Regions from separate parts of the Mus musculus genome. Here region 1 is linked to region 2. The links are chromatin contacts, called in public HiCAR-type maps. All regions are on one chromosome and are shown on one strand. The core of a region is the stretch at or near the end of the contact, and the rest is flanking DNA. Distances in the headings are between cores, read along the strand shown.

Evidence for each region. HiCAR-type assays count read pairs that join an accessible place to other places.
Region 1: a HiCAR-type map of fibro-adipogenic progenitors shows a contact between it and region 2, with 4 times the contacts expected there. The contact joins two enhancer-like sites. A contact is called at or near these places in 1 of 484 Hi-C or Micro-C datasets (adipose-derived mesenchymal stem cells) and 2 of 115 datasets of contacts at active chromatin or transcription factors (embryonic fibroblasts and fibro-adipogenic progenitors).

Annotation. Positions count from the first base shown.
Region 1 is chr6:117,604,925-117,612,765 of GRCm38.p6, reverse strand. No RefSeq gene overlaps it. Among named protein-coding and RNA genes, the nearest start is that of Gm9946, 49 kb to the right of the region's middle. Within about 2 kb of position 3,090, at least 26 of the 459 cell types and tissues checked have an H3K27ac peak or open chromatin away from gene starts, as enhancers often do. A contact at or near this core is called in fibro-adipogenic progenitors, where this site is marked.
Region 2 is chr6:117,070,053-117,077,901 of GRCm38.p6, reverse strand. No RefSeq gene overlaps it. Among named protein-coding and RNA genes, the nearest start is that of 2810048H02Rik, 79 kb to the left of the region's middle. Within about 2 kb of position 6,426, at least 36 of the 459 cell types and tissues checked have an H3K27ac peak or open chromatin away from gene starts, as enhancers often do. A contact at or near this core is called in fibro-adipogenic progenitors, where this site is marked.

The DNA.
Region 1 (7,841 bases), core at 1,841-4,340, 540 kb before region 2:
CAACCAAACAACAAAAAAACCAAAACCCAAACCAGGCGTCTGAGTTGGGCATTTAGGAAATCGTCCGTACTGTGTTAGGTATTAATTAACCTGAAGGAAGGCTCCAGGGAGCAGCTGACATGGACCCTGCTCTTTGGCCTTGATCCCAGATGCAGCCCAGCTCTCTAGGTCCAGTGCCTTCTTCATCATGTGCTCACAGTGCTCACCGATCTTCTGATGTAGCTTCCACCCCCTCCCCAGCTCTCCGGCAGACGCAAACCACCCTCAGAACTCCACCCGGGACATCACCCAGAAGGTTTTCTCTGTTGCTGTCGCTTTCATTTTCTTCTTTGGTCTGCCTTTTATGTCAGTATCTGGTTTCTAAGTGTAAGAAAGAAAGGAGGGCGTGGAGATTTCAGTTCCCAGCATGGATGGCAGCAATAGTATCTCCTCTTCTGGTGCTCATCAGTGCCTCCTGTTTCTAGGAAACTGCAGCATTTCGGTTTGATTTGAATCTGGATGAAGTCGAAGCGTCCCCTCTAAGTTCAGCATGGGGACTGGTTCGCAGACGCAATCATTTCAGTTATCATCAGTTCTCAACAGGTTTCATGCAGGTGCTCCTGGCTTTATCAGATTGGCTGCGGAGGTTGGGAGTTCTGTGCTCTAGGACCCAGAACTTGGGCAAACTGGCCTTCTGCGTAGACTCTGTGCCCCAGGCTAATATAGACAGGCGTGAACTGAGCCACAGACTGCTCAGCTCATGAGCTCTGAATTTTCTCTCCACAAGGTAAATCCTATAGCAAACCTGGGTCTGAGAACATCGATCTTCTGGAAAAATCTAAGAATTCATCTTAGAACACCTGGCATGTGAGGCACTTGCCATTGGGGATTAAAAATTAGTGTTTGGACCAAAGGTGTTGACCACCATGTAGATTAAGATTTGGAGACTTAGAAGCTGTGGCATGACTGATGAAAACCAAGTTTTAAACAATGATTTTAGTATTACCTATCTGGCAAATCAGGTTTCTAACAAGTTGCTTTTTACACATTAGCCCAAACAAAGGTCTATGTCTCTTCCAGTTTCCTGGAAGCTACAGACTGAAGGTGCAAAGTTTCCATTTATAGAACAGGAAGGAAGTCGAATTATGATTGCATAGGGCCAGCGTCAGGATTCAAGCCTTCTGCTGGCACGGGCAGCTCACAGTCCTCAGTGGCGACTGGCTCCTCCATGAGGAAGATCTGCCTTTACTCTTACTCTAGATGACGCACAAACCCACGCCAGAAGGACCGTGCACAGTGTGACTCTGCAGCCTGTACTGCAGATGTGTAGAGAACACGAACCACACAACACAGCAGGGATGCGGAACTGTGCCCTTGAGTTATCACCCACAGGAGACTAAGGGGTGTTCTTTTACGTGCTCACCTTGTCAAGGTGTGGGAGCCTTGGCATCTTTTTCAACATGTGATGATTCTATTCCAAGTGATCAGCTCTTTTGTTTCTTCCCTTCTACTCATTGACTTCCGGGTAGTTTTCCTTGTTCTTCTTGGGTCTCTCTGCTTGGGTGCCTCTTGCCCACTTTTGGGGGAGGGGGTTATTATTCTCTCTCATCAATTTATAAAATTACAAACTTAATGATAATGTTAGTATTTTTATGCTATGTATTTTTATAAGCACTTCCCTACTCATTATATGCGTTTAAATATCTTACATTCTACAACGTATAACTCTTCTCAAACTGTGTATTCTTCTCACGGGGTCATCTTCCTTTTGGATTTCCTGGGATGTGCCTGGGAAGCTTGTGAGAACTCCTAAATCATGCACTCTGTCTCTTGTAATAGAAAAGCTTTCAGGGGACATGTTTGACTGCATCTAAGTCAAGTGGGGCTGTTGCTTTTATTGTTAAAGGTTTGACTCCCAGACGCTGTTTGTTCTTTTAGCCAGCTCGGTGGGAACTGTTAAATATACAGAGCAGACCAAAGAGCAAGTGCAACCTCTTGTCTGTCTCCCAGCTTCAGCGATTATCAGCACTTTGGCCGTTCTGACTTCATCTAGTCCTTATTTTCCTCTGAAGTATTTTGAAATTCTAGACACCATATTTTCCCCATAATCCATCATTATGGGTTGCATACAGAAGAGGATTTAAATTGCCCCATCGTATTATTTTCACACCCGATACAGCAACCATTAACACCGAACAGACATATCCCATTGAAAGCGTTCTTTTGTGGGTGAAAGACAGGATGTAGACAGGGTCTTTATTATGCGTTTACTCGGGGAAACTGGGTTATGCAGCCTTGTCCTGTAGGGACATTTAGCTGACTGATCTCTTCTTGAAGTGTTTTTATCTTCCATACTTCCTGAAAACTGGTAGTCATATCTAAGGCTTGATTAAATTCAGGTTCTTTTTCTGGCAAGAGCATGTTATATCTCTGCTAGGCACTTCCTGTTACATTACGCTGGGAAGCAATAGTGTCTGGCCCTGTCTCTTTTAATGCTGATAAGACTGATGAGTGAGTAGACTTGGACCCGGCACCCTTGCGTTTCACTCGGTGCTCTCCCCTGGGATTCAGAGCTTGGTGGTCAGAAGCCCTGGGTGGGAGTCCAGTGTGGGCTCAGTGCCTTTTGTGGCGTGCTTGGGCTGTGCTGCTTTTAGGCTGACTGATCTGCTCTGTGTGTGGGACATCTGGGATGGGAGTAGGGAAAGCAGGCATTGGTACAGCTTGGAAGAGTAGTAGCTGTGATTGACTGGTATGGGTTTCAAGCAGATGGAATTTGTTTCCATGACCTTCTAGGTCTGCCCAAGTCTGGTGTTTTAGGGTGAGTGATCACAGAGCCCTCTCTTGGGCTAGTAGGTATATGAAGGCCGAGTGTGTGGGTAGAAGTGCTCATCATCTCATTTAATAGCTCAAGAGACATGACAACTCTGCCAGCTTTGGGTCCTGTGGGCAGAGCCGAGAGCTCAGCAAATTCCCATTCACTTTTTAAGTCCTGGTTCATTATAGCTTGCCAAGTGTGTCGCTAAGATGAAGATGGATTATAATGACTACATTTTGGTAATTCACTTACTTTGCTGAAGTCAGTGCTCAATTGTATTACAGCTGAGACCCCATCTGGTTCCAATCAGTGGTGAAGGGAGATCCATGTCTGGACAGAGGGCTGGGTCTGAGTCTGTGTGGGGAAGCTGCCCGGATTGCTGCAGCTGAACAATTACCAGCCGAGAGCAGAGAGTGGGCGTGCAGACCACCAGGTTGGCCTGCTCAGGTCCAAGTCAGCTCACATCCTTCAGTACTCCTACTATGTGCCAGGCATGGCCCAAGGTACTGGGATGGAGATGGGGAGCCGGGCAATGGTTCCTGCTCCCCTGTGACTGCAGAACACTTAAGCTGAGGGTGGGGTAGGACAGGGGGCAGACAGCCATCCAGTAATTGATATGATTCACAAATTATAGAGCAAACCTGAAAGCGATACAAACCATGGCAAGGGAAATACAGAGCAGATGAGGATGATGTAGGGTTCTTGTGTAGGATTTGGGTGCAATGGAGGATGGTCAGGATAGGGAGGCCAGCATGACAAGACAAGTCAGGACTTCCTTTCTAGCCTACTGACCAGAGGTGGGAGAGAAAGAAGGGTAATAGAAAAAGGGGTCTGTGGACCTGTTTAGAAGTAGTTCTTGGAGGCGATTCCACTCTTCAGCGGAAGCAGCCAGTATCAACTGAAATACCACAAGAAGTTCTTTGGTGCATTTCTCTCTATGAAGTGAAGGTCAGAGAAGATCAGCGAAGCATTGCAGGGCCAGTGAAGGCCAGTGAAGACCAGTGAAGACCAGTGAAGACCACTGAATCATTACAATGCATCTAAACATCACATGCTCTCTCAAGTGTCTGTTTTCAGCAAAGCATCAGATGCCCTCTTATAAGACAGCATCCAGAAAAACATCACGTGACACAAGTGAGTTTTTAAAGAAATCAGAAACTTTCACATCAGGTCCTAATATCCATGGGTTCAGCATCTGTGCATTCAATCACATTCTGATCAAAATCAATGAAAAAAAAAATGCTGTCTATACTATCTATACACAACAGAGATAGACTTTCTTCCTTATTGCTATTCTCTTAATAAATTACATTATAGTAAAACGTTATCTAACATTTGCATTGTTTTAGGCACTGTAAGCCATTTAGAGATGAGTTAGAGCATATGAGAATGTGTGCAGGCTATATACAGACAGAGCCTTATTTTATATGAGATTTCTTCTCAGTGTGTCAGTCAGCTTTCCATCACTGTAACAAAATATCTGAGGTAAGAAACTTAGGAAGAAAGGTTTATTTTGGCTCATGGATTCGGAAGTTTCAACTTCATGCTGTAATTGGTTGTTTTAATCCTGTGGCAAGCAGCATATGATAGTAGTAGCATGTGGAGGAAGAAAATTGTTCACCTCATGGCAAATACAGAGGGAGAGAGGGAGAGAGAGAGAGAGAGGAGGGGAGGAGAAGAGAGAGATTGACTTAGGGTTCAAATACCACCTTTAAGGGCACAACTCCAGTGACCTAATTCCCTTTAGTAGGTCCTGCTTGGTCACAATATGATGCGGACTAAACCTTCATAATATGCACTTTCTGGGGGACACTTATGAAAAGCCATAGTCTTTAGATTTTTGGCACCTGTAAGGGGGTCCTGGAATTAGTCACCCACGAATACCAAGGCACAGCTCTAATTGTTGCCCAAATCTTGGTGGCCATAATTCTGTTCTCTAGATTCTGCTTCCCAGCACCAGGCTCTCCTTCAGGCAATGGCTTTTCTATTGCTTCCTCCTGGGCCCATGTGATTCCCCATCCCCTGAAGGCATCCCTTCTCCTTACTCTGCCCTATGGAGAACTAGATGCCATTGACCTATTGCTCTTCTGAGACAGTGTTGGTGTGTGGGTTAGTTTTGTCAACTTGACACAAGATGGAGTAATTTGGGAAGAAGGAACCAAAATTGAGAGAATGCCACCATTAGACTATAGGCAAGGCTGTGAACATTTTTTGATAAATGCACTTCTATCATAATTATCATTACTGTTGCCACCATCATCACCTCCTCCTCTTCCTCTTCTGCCCCCTCCACCTCCTCCTCCTTACCACTCTCTTCCTTCCTCCTCCTCTTCATCTTCTTCCTCCTCCTTCTCCTCCTCTTCATCTTCTTCCTTCTCCTTCTCCACCACCTCCTCATCTTGCTCCTCATCACTCTCCTCTTTCCTCCTCCCCTCCACCTTCCTCCTTCTCCTCCTCCTCCTCCTCCATTTTCTTCATTATCATCTTTCTCTTCTCATTTGTAAGTCTGAGCTCACAGACACATCAGCCGTAGGTGGGCTTGGTGGGTGAGCATGCCCTCACCTGGTCTGATGGATCTGGTTGGGATTTGTTTGCTACAGGAAGGCCACTGTGTGCAGGGCCTTGTTTAACCCGACTTTCTCTCTTTAGAAAGAGAATTCTCATCAGATGAATCATTCCTGACATGCTCGCTGGAGCCAGAGACTTTTGGCTCCCAAGCTGTTTACTGCGGCACTGACTTTGTCCCATAAGTGTTCTTAGGAAACAACAAGGGTCAGAATTGTCATTGTTTCGGCTTTAAAAAGCTGGAGACTTGGAGATAAGCCAGGGCTGGGTAGAAGGGTGTTCCTACCCATGGGACTACTCAGTGTCACACAGATCAACACCTCCTAGACTCCTGAAGCAACTTGCCTCTGTTGCCGAGGCCTGGCTGCCTATGTATCAGATAAGACACTTGCTCTCTGATTGTCTGAGAAGCCCTTGTTACTGTCCAACAAGGCCAGGCTGCTCATTTCCACTCACAGGTGTGATGTAACCAGTATGTAGGGAGGCCTTCCTCTGAAAACCTGGCTCATTCTGATACCCCCCATCGTCATCCTCAGGCTCCTGACACGTACTTTTTAATACAGTGTGCTTGGATGGACTGGCATATATTTCTAATGTTCGACTTGTAAGTCTCTAACACTAAGAACTATGATAATAGCATCAATGCTCTACCTGCAACTTGATTCAGAGCCTGCAGAGCCAGAGAGGACCATAGATCTCATGCTTTTCCTTAGCACTTGTGTACGATTGTAGGCCAGGTTCATCATGCTCCTTACTATGTGCACCCTTGAGGGTCGGCTTTGACCTTATCTTTCCATTCTTGCACTGATGACTGGATGCCTATGGCACCCTATTGTTTGTTCCAGGGTCCAACTAGTACACAGATGATGTTTATATGTTGATGTCAGCTTGCCTCATGTGGCTAGGGCTGTACCTTGTCTGGGTGGTGTAGAGCTGGTGTTTACACAGCAACGGTGTCATCTTCCCCCCAGCTGGCTTGCTTCCATCACCTTCCATCAGATCTTGGGCGTGAAGTGCTCTCAACAGAACATGATGGACCCAGAGAGGCAGAGGAGCAGTATAGATGGGGTCAGGGTTTGGATGCGGATAGGCTGTGTGGTATCCGGTTCTGCCTTTGCAGGCTGTGTGATGTTATAGCATGGCTCCAAGGGTTTCCGTCCTGTACACGTTTTGCTTGTTTCTAACCTTGGATAGGGATCCTTTGTTCCTTACTCCCCTTTCTTAGATACAGTCTCCAGGACATCACAGGCCATGGAGTTTGTCCTTCTGTCTTACACAGAAGTACATTCTGAGGCAGCTCTGTGGAGCCATGAGAACCTCTTCAGTTGTTCATAAGTCTTTGTAAGCAGCCCCTTTTTAAACTTAACCACTCCAAGGAACCAGAGAGCCACAGGGAAGAGGAAAATTAGACCATGCTTCCAGGCATGGGGCACCAAGGGCTGGCAGACCTAGTGCTGTGATGGTTGCAGAGGGAGATAAAGTAAAAAAAAAATGCCCATGAGACATGGTCCTATTTTTAGCCACGAATGGCTTGTCTGGAGAAATGGATTACATTCAGCACGTTGAGAGGTGGAAAAAGCCCAGTGCCTTAGCATGCTGAGTAACTCCTGCAATTCATCTTTTCCTCTTCCTCGCTCTTCTAGCTAAGCTAAAGCTTCCCACAGGAAACATTCTAAGATGAATACGTTCTGATGACCTACTGGCCACTGTGGGAGCATCCTTAGAGCGACTGGGTTACATCCCTGTGTTCTGCTGAGATCAGCTCTCAGTGGTTCTCATCAGAAGAGGGAGGTGACAGATTGTTAATTAGCCCCATAGACCTCCTTCTGACACCTCTTCCAGGACCCTGGCTGTCGTGGGCTCCTGAGTGTGACTGACATGGATGTTGAAGCTTCTTTTATGATAAACGTATGGAGATAGTGGGTGACAGCCATGCACAGGCCCCCAAAGTCTGTGGGGGACTGAATCAGGGATAATTGAAGAGCAGCAGTCTTACAAAGTAGGTGACAGTGTAGCCTCGCTAGCTGCAGTAGAAAGAAACCTTAAAGCAGGATGCAGCCTGGAGCCCATTCCAGTGGGCTCAGCCCTGACTGGGAAATGTTCTCGAATCATGAGAGCAACAGCCGAGGGTCAGGATCACAGCTTCAGATAAAGAGGGCCTCGTCAGTTTGCACTGTACATACAGGAATGCAATTTTAAGATGCTGGAGACAGGAAGAGAGGAGGGAGGAATGGAGAGAGGGATGGAGGGAGGAACAGAAGCCACAGATAGCAGGGGCACGGGGAAGGTGAAGAGTTGTTCTGACTCAGCAGTCGGGCAGTGCCAAGTCCCTTTCTGTATGACTCACATTGGGAATCCAGAGCAGGTGTTGTGGGCCAGTATTGTATAACCTGGCCTACAATGGACCTCAGGTTAGAGGTGAACTCTGAGTCAGAGGTACATAGTACTATGCAAGACAGAAATCTGGTCTGAGCCATACACT
Region 2 (7,849 bases), core at 5,177-7,676:
AAAGAAAGAAAGAGAGGAAGAAAGAAAGAAAGTTAAAGACTCAGCCATAAAACTAAGTCCAGGTGTACAAGTCCAAAGGAAGAAATAGACGCAGTATGAAGAACAGCATATCTATTCACAAATCACTCTTCTCAAAGCAATCGCACATGGAAATGACTTGAAAGAACTACCAGATGAAGAATTCAAAAGAACAATGTAAGAAATTCAAAGACATAAATATACTCCAAAAAGTACAAAACAGAGCTGAATGAAATGAGGGAGTCAAACAGATATATAAAAGTAGAAGCAGAATTGCTAAAGGAAGCCCAAACAAAAGATGTTGGAAAGGAAAATACCAATAAGTCAAAGCAAAAAGCAAAAGGTCCCTCAGTGGAAAACCTCTCCTGCAGAATGAGGGAGGGAAACTCACAAGGGAGTGGAAGTGGCTCAGCACTTGGTGCAAAAAAAAGAAAGAAGGAGAGAAAGTAAAGGGGGCTGGAGAGATGGATCAGTGGGTGAAAGCACCTACTGCTCTTCCAGAGGTCCTGGTTTCAAGTCCCAGCGATCACATGATGGCTCACAACTATCTGTAATGGGTTTCAATGCCCTCTTCTGGTGTGACAGAAGACAACTACAGTGTACTCATATACATAAAATAAATCTTTAAAAAGTAGAAAGTGGGAAGGCTTGGTGAGGACAACAGGAAAAGACCTAAGCTTCATATTTTGGGAAGATATTAAAGGATATTAAAGAGATATTAAAAGGAGAGAGAGAGAGAGAGAGAGAGAGAGAGAGAGAGAGAGATCACTTATAAATGCAGGTCTATCAGAATAACACCTGAATAATACCTGATTATTTGACAGAAACATTGAAAGCCAGAAGGGCCAGGGAAAAATGTATTTCAAGTTCTGAAAGACAGGTGTCAACCCAGAATATAATACCTGAAAAACTATTAAGTTTGAAGGTGAAGTAAAAAGTAACAAGACAAAACACACTAAAGGAATTTATGAGAACTAAGCCAGCTCTGCAGAGGGTATTGGAAGGAATATTTTAGTCTGAAAGCAAAGATAAACACACCCAAGAGGTCATGATGAATAAACAAAATGTTCAGGGAAGTTAATCAAAAGAGATCTAGGAATATGCCATAAAAACAAGAAAGACAAAAACGAATACACATTGTTCAATAATAACTCTTAATACTAATGGCCTCAATCCCTTGTCAAAGAGATGCACACAAGCAGATTTGATTAGAAAACAGAATTTTTGTTGCTTTTAAGAAACACACATCATCATCAAAAGTAGACACTCCATTAGAGTAAGAGAATAAAAACAGTTATTTTAAGCAAATGAGGCTGAGAAATAACCAGGAGTAACTGCACTAATATTTGACAAATGATGACAAGGGCTGTGGAACTTGAAAAATCCAAACAGGATTGGTGGGAGTGAACGTTAGTGAAGCCAGCGCAGAAACCAGTGTGGCAATTCCAGCAGGAAACAACCAGCCTAGGAATAGATGTACTATATATATGACAATGATAGACCAGTCTGGGACATGCATCAAAACAACTCTATTTCTTACTATTGCCAGGTCCACTGCTGTTTTATTCACAATGGCTAAGCACAGAGACAGCCTAGATGTCTGTGCAACTGACTAAAAGGATAGTGGAAATGAGGTATTTATATACAATGGGATTTTATGGAGCTATAAAGAAAACCAAATATGAAATGTTTAAGTAAATAGGTGGAGCTGGAGAATACACTGAGTAAGATAACACACAGCCAGAAAAACAGATGTCACATGATCTCACTCATTTGTGGACCTTAGTGTCAAGTTGTGTGTTTAATTTGGAGAAATCATGAAATACAGAAAACTAGGAAAAATAATGCAGGGTATTGCCACCACTCTTGATGCATACAAGAATGTGATGGTAAGACCCTACTGCTGAAGACACAACTCGTGTTAGTCCCAGGGCATGAAGAAATGTGTCAGTATTGGTCAGGAAGTTTTCCCTCCTGTTGGCTGGCTTTCACAGTACTAGAACATAATATGCAGGCTGCTGGGGGGAAAGCCATCTACTTTCTGATCCAGCTTTGAACTCTATGCTAACAAAAACGGAAAGAGAGAAAGTGAAAGAAAAGAAAAGAAAAAAATATGACGACTCTGACCAGATAGGAACATGGCGCAATGTTATGGTATGAATGTCATAGGATAACCAGTGATTTCTGATTGGATTTAAGGCTTCTTTTACAGGAGGAAACACACGTCTAGTACTGAAAATCTGGGCAGGAACCCAGGGTTGGGAAGATCATTGGCTCCAGGAGTTATTCTACTATTCCACCTGTGTTGAATGGACATAATACCATGCTGCCCTCTGTCTGTATTTTTATACCTGTGGATTAGAGCAACTCTGAGACCACATCAGTGAGGTTGATTTGTGCAGTGGATGAAAGTTAACCTTAAAACTCAGAACTGGTCAAGGTGCAGGGAGTGACTGACTGTGGTATGCTCAACCGCAAGTGGGACATCTGTATCATAAGTTTGGGGACACTAGTCTCCATGCTCAGGGACAATCACAAGGGAGGGGTAAGAAGACTGTATGAGCCTGAGGTTGGGGAGGAAGGGAGCAGAAAGTGTTTTCTGGACATCGCAGGACCAAAGCACCCCGAAACCCACAGTTGGTGTGGTTACATGCAAGAAAGGCACAGGATCAAGCCAGTCAAAGTTCCACCATGGAGAGGGGAAGGGCCTCATGAGCCCTCACCCCTAACTGAGAGTCAGCTGATGGCATCTAAGGGAGGGAGAGTCAATCTCCTACACACTGTGGTAGCTCAGCCACACTCAGGATTATACAGATAGCACACATTGGAGTCCTTGGGTTAGTAAAGTAAAAACATGAAAAAGGACACAATGTTAGAGAGTCAGAATATCAGAGATCACACGGAAAGAGTTTAGGGTGAGTATCAAAAACATTCTAAGTAGTTCTCAAAGAATTACTAAAATTATTTTAAAAATATCATTACATATGGCAGTCATACTGCATGCACCATCTTATGATGCGCCCTTCCCCTTTGGTCTAACGTCTCAGCTGAAACCCACACCGTGGTTACTAGGAGGTTCCTTATTGCTGAGGGTGTTCCAGGCACAGGTCGACGCGGCATGCCTTTATCTGTCACTCACACAAGGGCCGTCTCCACTTCTTTGTCTATTATGAACAAAGGTGCTATGAAAATGCGTATTAAAACATTCCATGCGGGGCTAGTGAGATGGCTCAGTGGGTAAGAGCACCCGACTGCTCTTCCGAAGGTCAGGAGTTCAAATCCCAGCAACCACATGGTGGCTCATAACCATCCATAACGAGATCTGACTCCCTCTTCTGGAGTGTCTGAGGACAGCTACAGGGTACTTACATATAATAAATAAATCTCTAAAAAAAAAAAAACATTCCATGCATATAATTTCTCTGGATAAATATCTAAGAGGGGATGTATGTGTCTAATGTAAATAACTGCTGAATATTTTCAGAGTAGCTTTTCTGTTGACTATTTCCTCACGAAATTTAACATTGCTCAATTTCTCTGTGTTTTCAATACTCCTTTGACAGTTTTGTTTTTAAATTTTATGTGTGACTGCCTTGCCTGGGTACGTGTATGTGCATGGCATGGATGCATGGATGTGCTCAGCATGGATGCCTGGTGCCCGTGAATGTCAAAAGAGGGGATTGGCTCCCCTGGAACTAGAGCTACTAATGGTTTTGAACCATTGTGTGGGTGATGGGAACTGAACCTGGGTCCTTTTCAAGAGCAAGAAGTGCTCCTAACCATTGGGCTATCCCATTGGCCTTTTCATTTTTGACAGTCTTAGAGTTTACATTTTACATTTAAGTCTATTCTTTAATAAGCTGTGAGGATATTGTCAGTTGCCCCTTATTTCCCCAGTGCCGTTTGCAGGATTGTCTTTCCTCTGTTGAGTTGCTTTTACATCTCTGTCAAGGTTTGGGCATAGCTCAGATGCACTTAGGGGCTGCCTCTTTGGCTCCATTAGTCTATGTGTTTATTTCTGTGCCAATACCGCAGACTCTTAACCACTCATAACTACGTGTATCCTCAAAGCAGGAAGAGTTTCATTTTATTCTTCTTTTTCAAAATTACTTAAGCTGTATGTTTTTTTATTTTTCCAATTATCAGGTGTTTTATATTCTTGTGATAGTTTTCACAATGATAGTATTAGAAGTTGGCAAAAACCTTAGGAGGATTTGGAATTTTTACTCCCAAGGGATCTTCCAACTCAGGAAATGGGTGAGCCTCTTCATGGAGTTAGGTCTTGTGTTTCTTTCATTGGTAACTTTTACCGTTTAGCCATAAACTTTGTGCATATTCTGTTGATTAATTGTTTTGTAAGCATTTGTAGAAGGTGGCATATTTTTAATTTTGATTTCTATGTGTTTGATGTGGAAGTATAGTCTTTGTATGTTTATCTTATATACTGTAACCATGACAAAGTCCATTGTTGTCATTCTAGAAGTATTTTTGGCAATGGTAAGGGATGGGTTTCTGGAGACAATTCACACCATATGAGATTTTTATTTCACTGGCTGGAAGAATGGAGAGGTAGGAACTGCCCTGTCCTGTCTACTCACAGGGACAGCAGGCTGTCTTCACTGTCAGGCATAATGTGAGCTGGCTTCTATATCAGATCGATCAGGCTGAACACGTTCTTCTGTTCTTTGAGAATTTTTTTTTACATCTAATGTGTTAGTATTTTCTAAATTCTCACACAAAAAAATTCTCTACTTTATCCTCTTGTAATATATTTGTATTGACATTTGTATTGTTTATGCAATATATTTGTATGGTTGTATTATCTGTAGTATGTGTTGATCGATCATATGTATGTGTTTATTTGCCTTGCTTTTGAATGAGTAGTTGTCTCATGCACATGTGTTCTTGTCAGTCTTGCTTTGCTCACTTCAAACAATATCCACGACAAGCATAATAACAAGGTGGAGATTTTCCCACCATTTCCTGGTGCTTCTGATGGGTCTATTTGTGACTGGACCTGGGCTTATTGTATCACTTATTTACTGACAGCATGTGGTCACTCTAGTTTTTCTCAATTACAAGCAGCAATAGCCCATTGTGAGTAGACTTGTAACTACACTGACATTTAAGAAAAATTTTATTATCTTTGGGATGGAAGAGCAAAACCCAAGAGATTTTCTATCTCCCCAGAGCTCTCTTTTGATCCTGAGACGAGCTTAGATTTTAGCCTTAATGTATGCACTACCTGCATTGGCAGTGTGTTTTTGGAGTAGTCTGTTCAAGTTAAATTAACCTCACAGAACAGTTTTTAACAGTTCTACTATAATAGAAGCCCACAGTGCATCATCCAGTAAGTTCTAGGCATTGTTTTAATTACTTGTTTCACAACAAGCCAATGAGGTAATGATCGAGACTCAAGTTACAGACAGTGGCTGAGAAGGATGTAGACACAGTCTGTGTGCGAGCTTTGACTTGCCCGCTGGAGAAACTCAACATTTTCCTTTTATTATTCTCCTTCTGTCTGAACTGGAAATAAAACTGTCTGCTTCTCAAGATGCTTCAAAGAACAAACGATGTAACAGCTCTGATGGCGTTTTTAAAGCACAACTAGCAAATAATATATTCACCATTTCAATCATTTTACTTTTCTTCAGGGAAGATCATGAACACCGATGTCACTTCTCATCATGGTATCCAGCACGATCCGTCGAGTCACTCTCTCAGAAGGTGGGTGGTTAAGACCATTTATTTCCCAGTGACTCCATGAATCACTTTTTTCCCCCTTAGAGTTCTTGACGTCATCCTTTCTCCTCAGGAGGCTGCCTCTGACTGTTCACAGTCCCTGTGCTAGGATAACTGTTTCTCAAGTCTCCCTAGAAGTCTTTCATGATGATCTGCTAAACACATTCCTGACATCCTTTCTGCACAGCACCCACACTTCCAAGAAGCAAAGTCATGGGGATGGCGTTCAGAGTCCGCAAAAACTACATGTAGAGAGGACAACGCTGATAGCCCATTGGTGGGAATTGGGAGTGCAATTCCCTGTCTTCACTTTTTCTGTATCAGTGATGCACTAAGTGTCTGTTGATTTCCACCCTGAGTGAGTCAGATGGCAGCCGGAGAGGCTATTGTTAGAGGAGATAAGTAAAGCTGCCTGAAGCACAACTTTAATTAATTCAGCATTAATTCTACATTAAATATTGAGAATAATGAGTGTTCCCCAGATGTCATTGTCAAGTGTAGGAGAAACAACAAACGTGTCAACTTAAGCAAGTTACTGGGCAAAAAAGTAGGGGAAAGGTTTGTCTCAATCGGAACAATCTGTTACTACTCTCTGTTGCCCAGAGAGACAAATGTTCAAGTGACGCCCACGCAACATCAGTTTGGCGCTCAGCATCCCATCCTCGCTGTGACAGCCCTGCAGATGGTCTGTGAGTAAACATGGCTCATCACATCCTTGTTTTAGGAGGTCAGCTCTCCTCCTCACTCACTCCATTTTTGCCAAGTGACTTTTATTTTGTGGTTGTTGCTTTTGAATGGGAGTCAAAATAAGTAAATCAATACTGCTCTTCTTTTGTAGCTGCCAGCTCTGACTTTCTCCAAGCATGCATGGGCTTCACCCAGTGGACAGGCATAGAGCAGGCTGCATGGGTCCAAGCACCCATAGGTTTAGCTCATGGAGATCAGATGCCATTAGGCTGCGAGCTGTTTAAGCTCCAGGCTCCCACCGTGTCCTCATCATGTTTGCTTGTACAGCAGGCACACACGGTCTTGTGTGCTTCCAGGAAATTTCTTTCCTAAATGAAATTCTATTCAGTTTTCAACATGTATACTCTTGTGTTATTATTAAATATCCTCTGACAAGTCAATTTCCTGAATATTCTTACTGTCTGTCATATGTACAAAGAAGAGAAGCCTATAATGGGGTAGCCTATCGTTTTAGTCTCACTTTACTTTTTCTCTTTTTACAGTTCTATTATCTTGGGAGCTTGAGTGATTGAATTTCCTGCCTTTGCAAAGGATCTGAGTTTGGTTCCCACTACCCACATGGTGGTCCCCAACCACCTAGAACTCCAGTTTCTGGAGATCCAGTGCCCTCTCTGGCATCTGAGGAATTGTATGAACATACTGTACACCCATAGATGCTAGCAGAACAGCCACACACATAAAAGAAAATAAATAACTAAAAAATCATATCTAATCCAGTGTGAGCACTAGGTAAATACAGTATTGATGAGACATGGCAAGACAAATGTCCAGAACTGATAGATAGCACTCAAAGGAAAAAAAATGCCAGTTTTGAACCTGGCAACATTCTTCAGAATTTTCCAGAGACTAAAAATTTTAGGCTATTATGGTATTGTTCTTAGACACAGGAAGGGCGTGTCACATGAAATTCATGCCATATTTAATGAAAGGATAGAAAAGAACTTAGACGGGTAGAGGGTGAGCCTGGCTTTAGATGGTGCCTTTACAAGTGGCACACGGAATCCACTAAGGCTTTTTTTAGAACATGGTGGTCCCTGCTACAGGAAGGCAGGTGTCTAGTGGGAGGGCAGTAAGTGCTGGGATGAAGCCTGGGGACAAGTGACAGGAAGCACAGGTGCCACAGAAGCACACTTCAGATCCCTCCCACTGTACACATTTTGAGGGTATTTTCATCAAAAAGTTCTCAAACATTTGTCAAGTTGTAGCACAGACTCATGGGAATGGGGGACTGTGAAGCTGTGGTGGCCCAGAAGTCCCTGAATGTATGGCATCAATGTCACTATGCACGGTAGCATCATGAAGCCCAGGATGCTTTCACTGCTTCTCCATAATTCTCAGAAAC